Regions from separate parts of the Muntiacus reevesi genome. Here region 2 is linked to region 1. Evidence: chromatin contacts called from public Hi-C data. All regions are on one chromosome and are shown on one strand. The core of a region is the stretch at or near the end of the contact, and the rest is flanking DNA. Distances in the headings are between cores, read along the strand shown. Region 1 holds the start of DNAJC1 (DnaJ heat shock protein family (Hsp40) member C1). Region 2 holds the start of BMI1 (BMI1 proto-oncogene, polycomb ring finger).

The links. A called contact is a pair of places that touch in the nucleus more often than the background predicts.
Region 2: a contact with region 1 is called in a Hi-C map of blood, with 4 times the contacts expected there. The contact joins the promoter of BMI1 here to the promoter of DNAJC1 in region 1. A contact is called at or near these places in 2 of 3 Hi-C or Micro-C datasets (blood and muscle).

Annotation. Positions count from the first base shown.
Region 1 is chr2:22,758,593-22,764,066 of mMunRee1.1, forward strand. DNAJC1 (DnaJ heat shock protein family (Hsp40) member C1) reads right to left here and starts at 2,200. Exons shown (of 12, transcript XM_065921080.1): 1 at 1,683-2,200. The coding sequence starts at 1,886.
Region 2 is chr2:23,012,745-23,018,218 of mMunRee1.1, forward strand. BMI1 (BMI1 proto-oncogene, polycomb ring finger) reads left to right here and starts at 2,484. Exons shown (of 10, transcript XM_065921081.1): 1 at 2,484-2,688. COMMD3 (COMM domain containing 3) reads left to right here. Exons shown (of 8, transcript XM_065921085.1): 8 at 844-1,212. The coding sequence ends at 903.

The sequences.
Region 1 (5,474 bases), core at 950-3,449:
CCTGTGCTTCTTTATTTTCCCATTTTTGCCCATACAGTTAAATGCTCTGGTTGTCCACATTACCTAATTAACTCTGCAACTTTAACTGCATGAATTTATAAATGAAAATTCTATGAGACTTCACATGCAAGCTAGATCACAGAATCTAAAATTTAAACCACTGCTACTAAGTTTGTGTCCTCTTAAAGCAGCTCTTAAAAGGTTTCCTTGAGTAACTGGAAAATATCTTTCAAAATCTTTGGATAGGTTATGTGTAAGACTCTAGCTACAGAATTTAATCAATTTTGGTAAATTCTAATAAAAAATATTCTCAGTATTAAAGGCATTCTTAAGAGTCTTCAGAGTTTATTTCACTAATGATTCTTACACATACTGCATCACTATTTACTTTGAAATAAGGTATACTGTCTCTACTAGCAGTAAGTGGCACCAGGTGAAGATAATGAATACAGACAACACGAAATTGTATGCATGTAAAAATTTTAAGTGTGAAATGTTTAAACTACTTCATAACTCTTACAAAATTGAAATTCGTTAAAGTCATGGTGCCGTGGTAACAGCATTTTTATATTCACTTACACTTAATTGAAAAGTAAATTTCCATTTTGTGGTAAGCTGAACAGTTCACACACATTTATGATAGCCTGTTGGGGCGAAATGTCCATTTCACCTCTGGTAACACCAAGCGTGCCCTGAATAACAGTTGTGGGTAAACATTAATACCTTTTTGCCCCCTAACTATTCAAAGCATTTTTATGAAGGGCTCAATCAGAAGGTCTGAAATTCTTTCACCGCATAATCGTTAAACCAGTGAAATGGCATCTTCTCAGTATGAGTCATTCAGCACTCTCAGAGTGAAAGCAATCAGAAAAAAAAAAGAGGACAAGTTAAAGTCTAGAGCTGAAGAAGGAAAGAAAACGAAACGAAAAGAAAAAGAAAACGATCTTGTGCTACTGGCTGAGCTCCTCTTCCTGGAGCACCCCAAGTGCCTCTACTGCCCCAGCACTTGATGGCTCCTTCTCTGACTTCCCGAACAACACAGCAGAGGCTTCAAGTTCCTGCAGATTTCTAAACGGGGCTACGAATGCTTAATCCAACAGGCTACACACATTACAAAGTACAGTGCGAGAAAAACTTCTGCAACCCAGACGCCAACCAAAAGGCATTCCTACCTTTCCGGAAAGACAGGAAAGGAGGCTCTTAAAAGGATAAGTGGTAACTGGGAAGGTGAAAATTTAGAGGGAGACACGACCACCTTCCCCACAATCAGAGGGGCAGGAAGAGAAAGGGTTTAGGAGTAAAAGATCTACCCCCACCACTCCTCCTTCCTTCAGCACAGCAGGGTGCAAGGATCTCCCCCAGAATGGCAGAGGGAAGAGAAGGGATCCCCACCCCAGGCTGGTGGCACCGTCCAGACTGTCACAGAGACCGGAACTTGAGAAGAGGAGCCGGGCGGTGAAGGACTGGGGAAGGCGGGCCATTCCCTCTGCGCCAGGATAGAAGATCGTGGTCAATAGGACAGAGAACGGGAGCCGAGTCCAGGACGACCAAGTCTTGCCCCGCAAGCCCGGCTCCCTCGGAGAAAACCCGGTCAGAGCCCGCCCCACCCCCTCCTTTCCGCCCCAACCCACACGTTCTGCCCAGGAGGTGCAGCCTTCGAGCGAGCGGGCGGCCCCGCTTACCTGCTGCACCCCGAGGAACTGGTAGAAGTTGAGCTGCACCTCCTCCACCAAGTCAAATAACTCCAGGTCTCCGCTCTCCCATCCGCGCGCCGGCCCCGCGGCCGCCAGCAGCAGCAGCAGCAACAGCAGCGGCGGCGGGAACCGCACGAGTCCCGGCCGGCGGCGCGGAAGAAGCCGGGCCAGCCGGGAGCAGGGCGCTGTCATCGCGCCGGGCTCGGAGAGGTCAGCCGCCGCGCAGAGCCGTCGGCCGAGACCTGGGGACGTGGCGGGCAGCGCGGACTGTGGGAACACTGCTTGTCAGTCAGAAGCACGGGCAGCCGCCCTGGAGTCTCCCGCCCAGCGGCCGGTCCTGGCCAGAAGGCAGGGGCGGCGGAAGACGACGAGCGCTTCGTCTAGTGAGAGCGCGGACAGAGCCGCGGGCGGCCCTAACCTCCGCGGACCCTCACCCTTTACCCAGGCCTACAAACAGCTGGCGAGCCAGCGCCGGGCGCTTAGGTAGCGCGGCGAGGGGGGAGAGGCTTCCCCTCGCCTCAGCCTATCCCAGGCCTTGCTTCCGGTGACATCACGTCTCCTAGCAACCGCAGAGAGGAGGCGGGGCCGGAAGTAGGGGTGCCGGCGCCCCAGACCTGGGCCTCAGCAGACTGCTTCTCAGTCGCTGGCGTGCTCCGCGGAGCCATACGGATGTTGGCACAGATTAAGAGACGTGGACAGTTACAGACATCGCGCATCTATCTGGAACGTCCTAAGTATCCGTGAAACAGCTACCTCCTTGTCCTCCCCCAGATATTGAAAACTAAAAGCATATTTGAAAACTGAGTTATTGATTACAGCCTCTGTTTCATACATTTCATTATTCCATCCCCCAAAATACAGGAGGAATTGAACCCAGGGCTTGAAAGGGGCAAATCTAGTGAGCAGTCTAAAGTTTCCTTTTAAGAGAGGTGAAGAAGAAATAAAATTTGAACCAAGACAAAAAGTGTACTTCCAATAATGAAATAATATTTACAGGCATAATACCATAAAAGAGGCAACCAGGTAGAAAGTAATAAGCATGACAGACATTCAGAATCATAGCGGTAAGTGCAGCTTATCGCCGTTAGCCCATTTACAATTGGTGCTCCTTTCCCAATTGACGTCTATTTTTAAAGACATTTAAGCTAAAAACGCGTTCTCTCTTTCCCACAAGTGTCTCACTTCCTATTCTTTTTTCCCCTCATCACTATTGCTTTCTTTTTTGTGAAGCTTATTTTCTTCTTAGCTTTCTCACATTTCTCCTCCCTGACTCCCTACTCTTGCTGAGGAAGTAGAAGGGAATAAATACATGCTTGTATAACTAAGGATGCTTCAGCAGTTTTGAGAGTTTGATCTCCTTTTTCCCATTTTGGATCCCAACAGTTGAATTAAGCTCAATAGGATTATAATAATACTCTCATAGTAAAAAGTGTTGTGTTTGACAAAGGTTAGTAGAACAGTATCCAGTAGGTAAATCTTACTTAAATCCTTCCATTACTGTAGAGTTTAAAAAGTATTTTTAAATAGCTATGAATGCTTAAAAATAATACAATATAATGCTTGAATTAATCCTATTTTGAATTCATTGTGAGGCTTTACTTTCAAAGATACAAGAACAGGGGTATCTTAGTCTTCAAGGGCTGCTGTAACAATATACCACAAACTGGGTGTCAGCATGGTCAAGTTCTGGTGAGAACCCTCTTCCAGGTTTCAGAGGGCTTCTTTCTTGTTGTACCTTCACATGGTGGCAGTGTGGGGAAGGGGGATAGAGATCTAGTGTTTCCTCTTACGCAGAAAGCGAAGAACTAAAGAGCCTCTTCATGAAAGTGAAAGAAGAGAGTGAAAAAGTTGGCTTAAACCTCAACATTCAGAAAATGAAGATCATGGCATGCAGTACCATCACTTCATGGCAAATAGATGGGGAAACAATGGAAACAGTGAGAAACTTTATTTTCTTGGGATCCAAAATCACTGCAGATGGTGACTGCAGCCATGAAATTAAAAGTCGCTTGCTCCTTGAAAGAAAAGCTATGACCAACCTAGACAGCATATTAAAAAGCAGAAACGTTACTTTGCCAACAAAGGTCTGTCTAGTCAAAGCTATGGTTTTTCCAATAGTCACGTATGCATGTGAGAGTTGGACTCTAAAGAAAGCTGAGCACTGAAGAACTGATGCTTTTGAACTGTGGTGTTGGAGAAAAGACTCTTGAGAATCCCTTGGACTGCAAGGAGATACAACTAGTCCATCCTAAAGGAAATCAGTCCTGAATATTCATTGGAAGAACTGATGCTGAAGCTGAAACTCCAGTACTTTGGCCACCTGATGCAAAGAACTGACTCATCAGAAAAGACCCTGATTCTGGGAAAGACTGAAGGCAGAAGGAGAGGGGACGACAGAGGATGAAATGGTCGGATGGCATCACCGACTCGATGGACATGAGTTTGAGCAAGCTTCGGGAGTTGGTGATGGTCAGGGAGGCCTGGCGTGCTGCAGTCCATGGGGTCACAAAGAGTTGGACATGTCTGAGCAGCTGAACTAAACTGAACCTCACAACTTGGGCTCCACCATCATGACCTCATCTAAACCTAATTACCTCCCAAAGATTGCACCTCCAAATACCATCACATAGGGAATTAGGACATCAACATAGGAATTTGGGTAGGACACAAACATTCAGTCCATAGCAAGGGATATCACCTTTTCTGTTTATCCCCAGTGCTGAGCACAATACATAACGCATGCTAGCATTCATTTAGTTGAATTGAATCCTGTGAATACCTCCCCACCTTCATTTCTCCCCCTACGGTTTTTTAGTTTGATTTTTGATAGATCAGTTTTCTTAAGGTGAAAGGCAACTTTACTAAGTCTTTAAGTTATCTTACTGTTTATTGAATGAGTAAAATGAAAGCATAAAATGAGAGCAATAATCTTAGCACTACTTTTATATAATATCCCAACATTGATCTTTTCTCCTAATTTGACCGTTAAATTAAGTGCAATATAACATTTGAAACTGGTGTCATATTGCCATTGATATTTTAGCAATCTGATATTTCCCTCCTGAGCTCTATTCTTATGTTGTCCAAGAACCCCAAGGACTTCCTCCATCTAAAGGGAATGGTTCTCTTTCCAAGGCCAAGCTGAAGTAGAACTGGAGTCTGTTCAGTACAACACTATTACTGTTTCTCATTGCTATGAGGTTTTGCTCTGGCAGCTTCTTCCTACTCAGCTCCAACAGCACTGGTCCACTCCGAAATGATGCCCTTGCTTGTTCTGGTCTAGGTCTCTGCAAAGACCACAGTGATATTTACATTTAGACTTCTAGTTTGGCGTATTCACATGTTCTATCTTCTCCTCTAGAGCAGTAATTCTCAAACTTTTTGGCACCAGGGACCAGTTTTGTGGAAGACAATTTTTCCACTGACAGGGTCTGGGCGGGGGCGGGGTGGGGTGTGCGTTGGTGATGGTTTCAGTTTCACCCACGCACCTCCTGTTGTATGGCCTTGTTCCCGTGGCTTGGGAACCCCTGTCCTAAAGGACAATGCAATTGAATGAATCATTTGTTGATGCCAGAACTAAGCAAGCTCCCAATGGACAGCTGCTTTCTTATCTGGTGACATTTAATGATCCTGGGCATTGACTGATGAAGCTTAGTCTGTAGAGGCAGCGAACACAGGAAGAGAGAAGCCAGTGAAATGTTTAACGGTCATGTGAGTTGTGTAATGGATTGGAGACGTAGAGAGGAGCCCCAAACTTCCAGCCAGCTTCCCCACAGAACA
Region 2 (5,474 bases), core at 1,234-3,733, 250 kb after region 1:
CCCATGGAAAGTTCAAAAGAAAATTAACCATCTGTCAGTAGACAATGAAGGTTGGTTAAAGAATTATTGGGAAGGGGGTTTCAAAAGAAATATTTTAAAATAGGCTTTTGAAATTAAGATGTTAACTAATAGAGAACTGGTCTGGTTTGCTGTTCCCTTCAATTAAAATAAACTTGTAGTGTTGAGTGGTAAATTCTATTTGTGATGTGTTTGAGCCAGTAGGACAAAGGAAAAGAAAGCTTGGCTTTGAAAAATGTTCTCTTTGCTTTCAGAAACTTTGAAAACGTGATTTTTAAACAGTGGTTTTAAATGACTTTTTATAAAGGGGCAAGTTAAAAAAATTCTGAAACTGTTCATATTGCCTGTGTAAGACACTGGGGAAATTCAAAATTACATTGATTAATGGACATGACAACGAATTTATTTCTTAGCACTTAAAAAAAAATTAAGGACATCACTTCAAATTTTGATGAAATTGATTTTTTCCAGTGGAATCTCCTGCAGAGTCGTTTTAATGTAACCATTAATTGAACTTTAAACTTTCAAAAGATGTGAATACAGCATTATCCTTGTTAGATAACTGGAGAAATTTAATTTTGGTAAACCTTGAGTGTTCAGAAGATTCAGTTAGAAACTATATTTCACATCTGAGGGCAAGCATTTTGAAGATGAGACATTTTAGAGGAAAACTTTACTTTGATAGTGGTTTGTCAAAGGTTTAAAATCTTGAGTTTAAAATTGTTTAGAAAGTGTCTCCCGACTTTTTTCTTGCATCTTTCTCAAGCTTGGATACTTCTCTCTTGCGTTTTATCCTAAAAACGAGCCATGGTATACATCTTTCAGGACTTAGTAGGAAAACTTAAAGATGCTTCGAAAAGCCTGGAAAGAGCAACTCAGTTGTAACTTGGGAAAGTTAACGATCTGCCCGGATCTAGAGGAAGACCAGGAACGTCTTGCCGTCCGCTGAACCATCATTTCTGCAAGCTGGATGTCTTCCTTTTCAGAACAGATTTTTTTCTTTTGGGTTTCTGTCACTCATAAGTTTTGACACTTTATTTTTTTACACCTCTGGAAGGGTTAAGAGGGAATTTCTGCCTAAGTATTTGAATCTTTAGTATTATCCGTACACTTGATCCCATTTGATCTTTTCCACGTCTTCCAAAAGGAAGTAGACAGTATTACATTCTGAATAAATAAGTTGTTCTCACAAAAGAGTGGTGAGAGTTTGTCTGGATTTGAGTTTGTTAATTATTACTTTGAAGACATAGACACGATTGGCGTTAACTTTTAACGATCTCCTCTCCTCAGGATTAAAGTTAAACACTCTGGAAGGATGCGATCTCCGGGGTTGCTTGAAGACCCCAGCTTCGGGACGTGGGGAGCGGGCGCGGTCGCCCAGCGGCGGGAGCCCGTCCGTTCCGTTAACTGCGCCCGAGGGCTCGCCCGCAGCCCGACCCTCGCCCGCGGAGCTCCGGAGGCCCGGGAGGGCCGGCCCCGCGCGGAGCCCCTGCCCGGAGCGGCCGGCTGTCCGCGCGCGCCCCGCCTCGGCCACTGGCGGGCGGGAAAGGGGGCCGGCGCGGCCGCGGGAAGACTGGGGCGGGCGCTGTTGTTTCCGCGAGCCCAACTCGGGCGCAGGTTCCGCGCCGTGGTGCCGGAGTCTGGGCCGCAGCCCGTGGGGCCGAGCGGGGGGTGTCGGCCGGCGGTCTCCTCGCGGACATGTGTGCCGCGGGTGGAGACGGACGGCGGAAAGAAAGAAATAACGGGGGTTGGGGTGGGCTGAGCTGCGTGCGGGGCCGGAGCGATGCCCGCGCCGTGAGCAGGGTGGCGCGTGTGGCGCTGTGGAGAAATGTCTCCGCAGCCGCGCCAGCGCCGCCGCCGCGCCGAGCGAAGAGGAGGAGGGGGCCGGGTCGCGCTGCTCCGAGGGGAGGGGGCGGCCGCGGGCCCGACTACACCGACACTAATTCCCAGGCCGCCCTTAAGGAATGAGGGGAGCACGTGACCCGGTGGGGGGGCGGCGGGGGGAGGGGGCGGGCGGACTCTGAGCCATTTTGGAGCCGGTGTCAGTTTCCACTCTGCCTTCAGCGGTGCATTTTTTTTTCCACCCTCCCCTCCCCCGTCCTCAGCCTTCCTCCCCTCCCCCCGCCTCTCCGCACGCACACACACGGCGCCCCCCACCCGCCCTCCTCCCTCCCAACGGCAACTATGAAATAATAATCGTAGTATTAAAGGCAGAGATCGGGCGAGACAATGGGGATGTTGGCGAGGGAGCCCCGATCCGGATTAGAAACACCTCCCAGCCCCGCAGAATAATACTGATCGCGCCCCCTCCGCGCGCTCCCTCCCCCGAGTGCGGAGCGGGAGGAGGCGGCGGCGGCGGCGGCCGAGGAGGAGGAGGAGGAGGCCCAGGAGGAGGAGGCGTTGGAGGCCGAGGAGGAGGAGGAGGAGGCCGCGGAGGAGGAGGAGGCCGAGGCGGAGGAGGAGGAGGAGGAGGCCGGGCTCGGGAGGCAGCATGAGCCGAGCGCGGCGGCCGCCGCTCCTCTCGGCTGCGCTCGTTGCCCATTGACAGCGGCGTCTGCAGCTCGCTTCAAGATGGCCGCTTGGCTCACATTCATTTTCTGCTGAACGACTTTTAACTTTCATTGTCTTTTCCGCCCGCTTCGATCGCCTCTCGCCGGCTGCTTTTTCCGGGTACGTAGGAGGCGAGGCGCCTCCGGGACGGGGCCTGGGGGCGGCGGGGGCCGCGCGGGACTCAGGCCGGCCGCGGGTGGACGGGGAACGGCCCCCCCCAAAAGCGCCTCGCCCGCGCCGGCCGGGAGGGCGCTGACAGCGTGGGCGCCGAGCCCCGCGCCGCCGCCCGCCGGCCCCGCGCGCCGCCCGGCCCCGCGCGCCGCCCGCGCCCGCGAGCGCGCGCCCGCCGCCGCCCGCCGACTCCCGCGGCGCCGGGACCGACCCGCAGCCCGCGCCGCGCCGCCGCCGCCAGCCGGCCTCGGCGCCGCTCCAGCCGCCGCCCGCTCCAGCCCGGACGCGCCGCGCGCGGCCCCACGTTTTAGTTCCTTTCTCCCCCGAGCGCCCCTCTACACCCTCGCGACGCACATGGCCCCCGAGAAGAATACTTCTATTTGCAGCCTCTGCGGCTCTCCCGGCCACGGCGCCCTTTGTTGAGAGGTAGATTTTGATGAAACGGGGACGGGTGCCTGAAATCGGGAGCTGCTTGGGTCAAGTGGCTTCCCTCCTATCCCGAAGAAAGGGCTTTGGAGGGGTTTAAACAGTCAGAGAACGCCCCCATTTTATAGGGACGGGTTGCTTGGGGGGCCGCGATCCCGCCAAGGTGGATGTTAGGCTGAAAGGAGCCCGAACAAAAATGTTATTAACTTAAGTTGGAGGGACACTTGGGTGAATTTAGATGGCTTGTAAGATGGCGGTTCCCAGTTGTTTCCAAGGTCTCCTGCGTTTGTGTTTAAAATGGTAAAGTTTTCAAGGTGTTATTTGTTGAGAGTATCGGATAAGTTCTTCAAATATTACTTGGGAGGTGCTCAATGGGAAGTGGGCATTTCAAATTTGGAGCTTTTTTTGGAGTGATGATGGTGAGTGGACGTTAGTCTTGCAAGAGGTTTCCTCTCTTTTTCCTCTTTTTCTTTTTTTCCCCGTCTCAGAGAATACAGTTTTGTTTTTTGGTTTTTTTTCTTTTTTCCACCTCTAGTATGGGATGCACTTAGAACCATGACTTAAGTCTACAACGTTTTATAGGTTTTACTAAATGTCAGCATAGGTCATGTGGTGAAGAGATGCTTTGGAGAAAGGAGCACTAAAAAGTTGAAGGCATATGTTTATGCAGTCTTTTGGGTTTGACAGCCGTGTAGCACGATCTTTTTCCCAGAGATTTACAGTTAATAATTGGAAGTAAACAAGTATAGAGACTTTGATCATTCCCAATTGCAATAAAAGGATTTAGTGGGCTTAGTAGTCACGGTTCAGTATCTGAAATAGAAGCATGTATTAACCCCTTCCCAGAAAGTAGGCAAAATCCTGGGCATATTTATTCAAATCCAAATGTAGGTTGGTGATGCCTAGAATGTTATGTGTAATTCAACTTATGTTTTATAGGAAACTTAACCCCCATGTTCTGGAAACATAAGCCACACTACAGTCTAGAAACTTAAGGATGCCAATTGTTAACAGCATATGCTAACTTAAGACTATGTTAACATTTGAGTTTTATTTTAAGTAGAATTCCTTTGAGGTTGATTTTATGAGCAAATTTATAAATTTTTAAATAATTAAGTTCATTTCCATATATCTGCACCAAAGTGCAGAGGTGTTTGAAATAACCTACCTGTATAAACTTACGCCTAGTAACAGTATCTTTAAAGCCATTAAGCCAATGTGTATGCATGTGTGTGTTTGTATACACATGCATACACACACTTCTGTAAGAAAATTGAGCATTTAGTTGCACTTAAGTCCATTAATGCTCTACCATTAAGTTCTTGGATGTGCATTCAGTGCCCCTAAAAGGTGAAATTCTCCCTAGGACTCAAGTTAACCCCAACTTTCCCCATACTTGTATTGGGCTGGGAGCCCCAACTGGGGTTATGGAGTTCATTTGCATTTCTTAGACTGCAATAGTCAAGCTGATTGTTAACATAAGAACTTGCTTCTGTTTTCCTTCATTTTGACATGACTGGTGTTAGGCCTCCAACTAAACTGACTGCCCCAACTAAGTATGTTATAATGACAAGCTTTTAACTATTGAGTATTTTTCCATAGTACATTTGGTGCCTTTTTGCTTTCTTAACTGGCAGTTTCTATGGTGGAACCTAGAAGGTTTTCCTTTCTAAGGTGCAAGAGATTGTTTCTGAAACTCTTATCAAACATGTCAGATGTTTTGGAAGTCTTTATTAGGCTGCCAGTGCTTTCAAGTGGTATAAAAAGATAAAGAACTGATTCTTACACAAGTAACAAAGTGATACTTACTAGCACTGTGAATGGTTATAGGGTTGTGGCCAGATTCTTCTGAATTGAAGTGAAGGAGTTGTGTGAATTAAGACTTAAGATGAATTTGAAAGGGTTTTGGTCAAGTACGTGAGACTTAAATCTGATTGTTTTCTCTCTTAATATTTGTGTTTGTCTGGTGTTAGTTTTATATACAGGAGAAATTAAGGCAGCTGTTTTGATTAATGCCCCTTCCTGAACTTCAGGATCCCCTGGCGTTAGCATGATGTGCTTTCACATGGAGACAGAAGTATCACCTTGCTAACTATCAGTCTAGGAAAGGTCCTGCTGTTTCACAAGGAGAATTTTCTTTCAGAACCCAGAGGCTTGTCTTTAATCACCAAGTACAATAGAATTAAATATTGCTACTCTTTAGGGACACTGCTCCACCCACAACTCCTCTGTAACCCCACTTAGATATATAGTAACAATATGTTGACAATATTCCTCTAAACAAACCTTCCAAAGTTAACTGAGGAGTC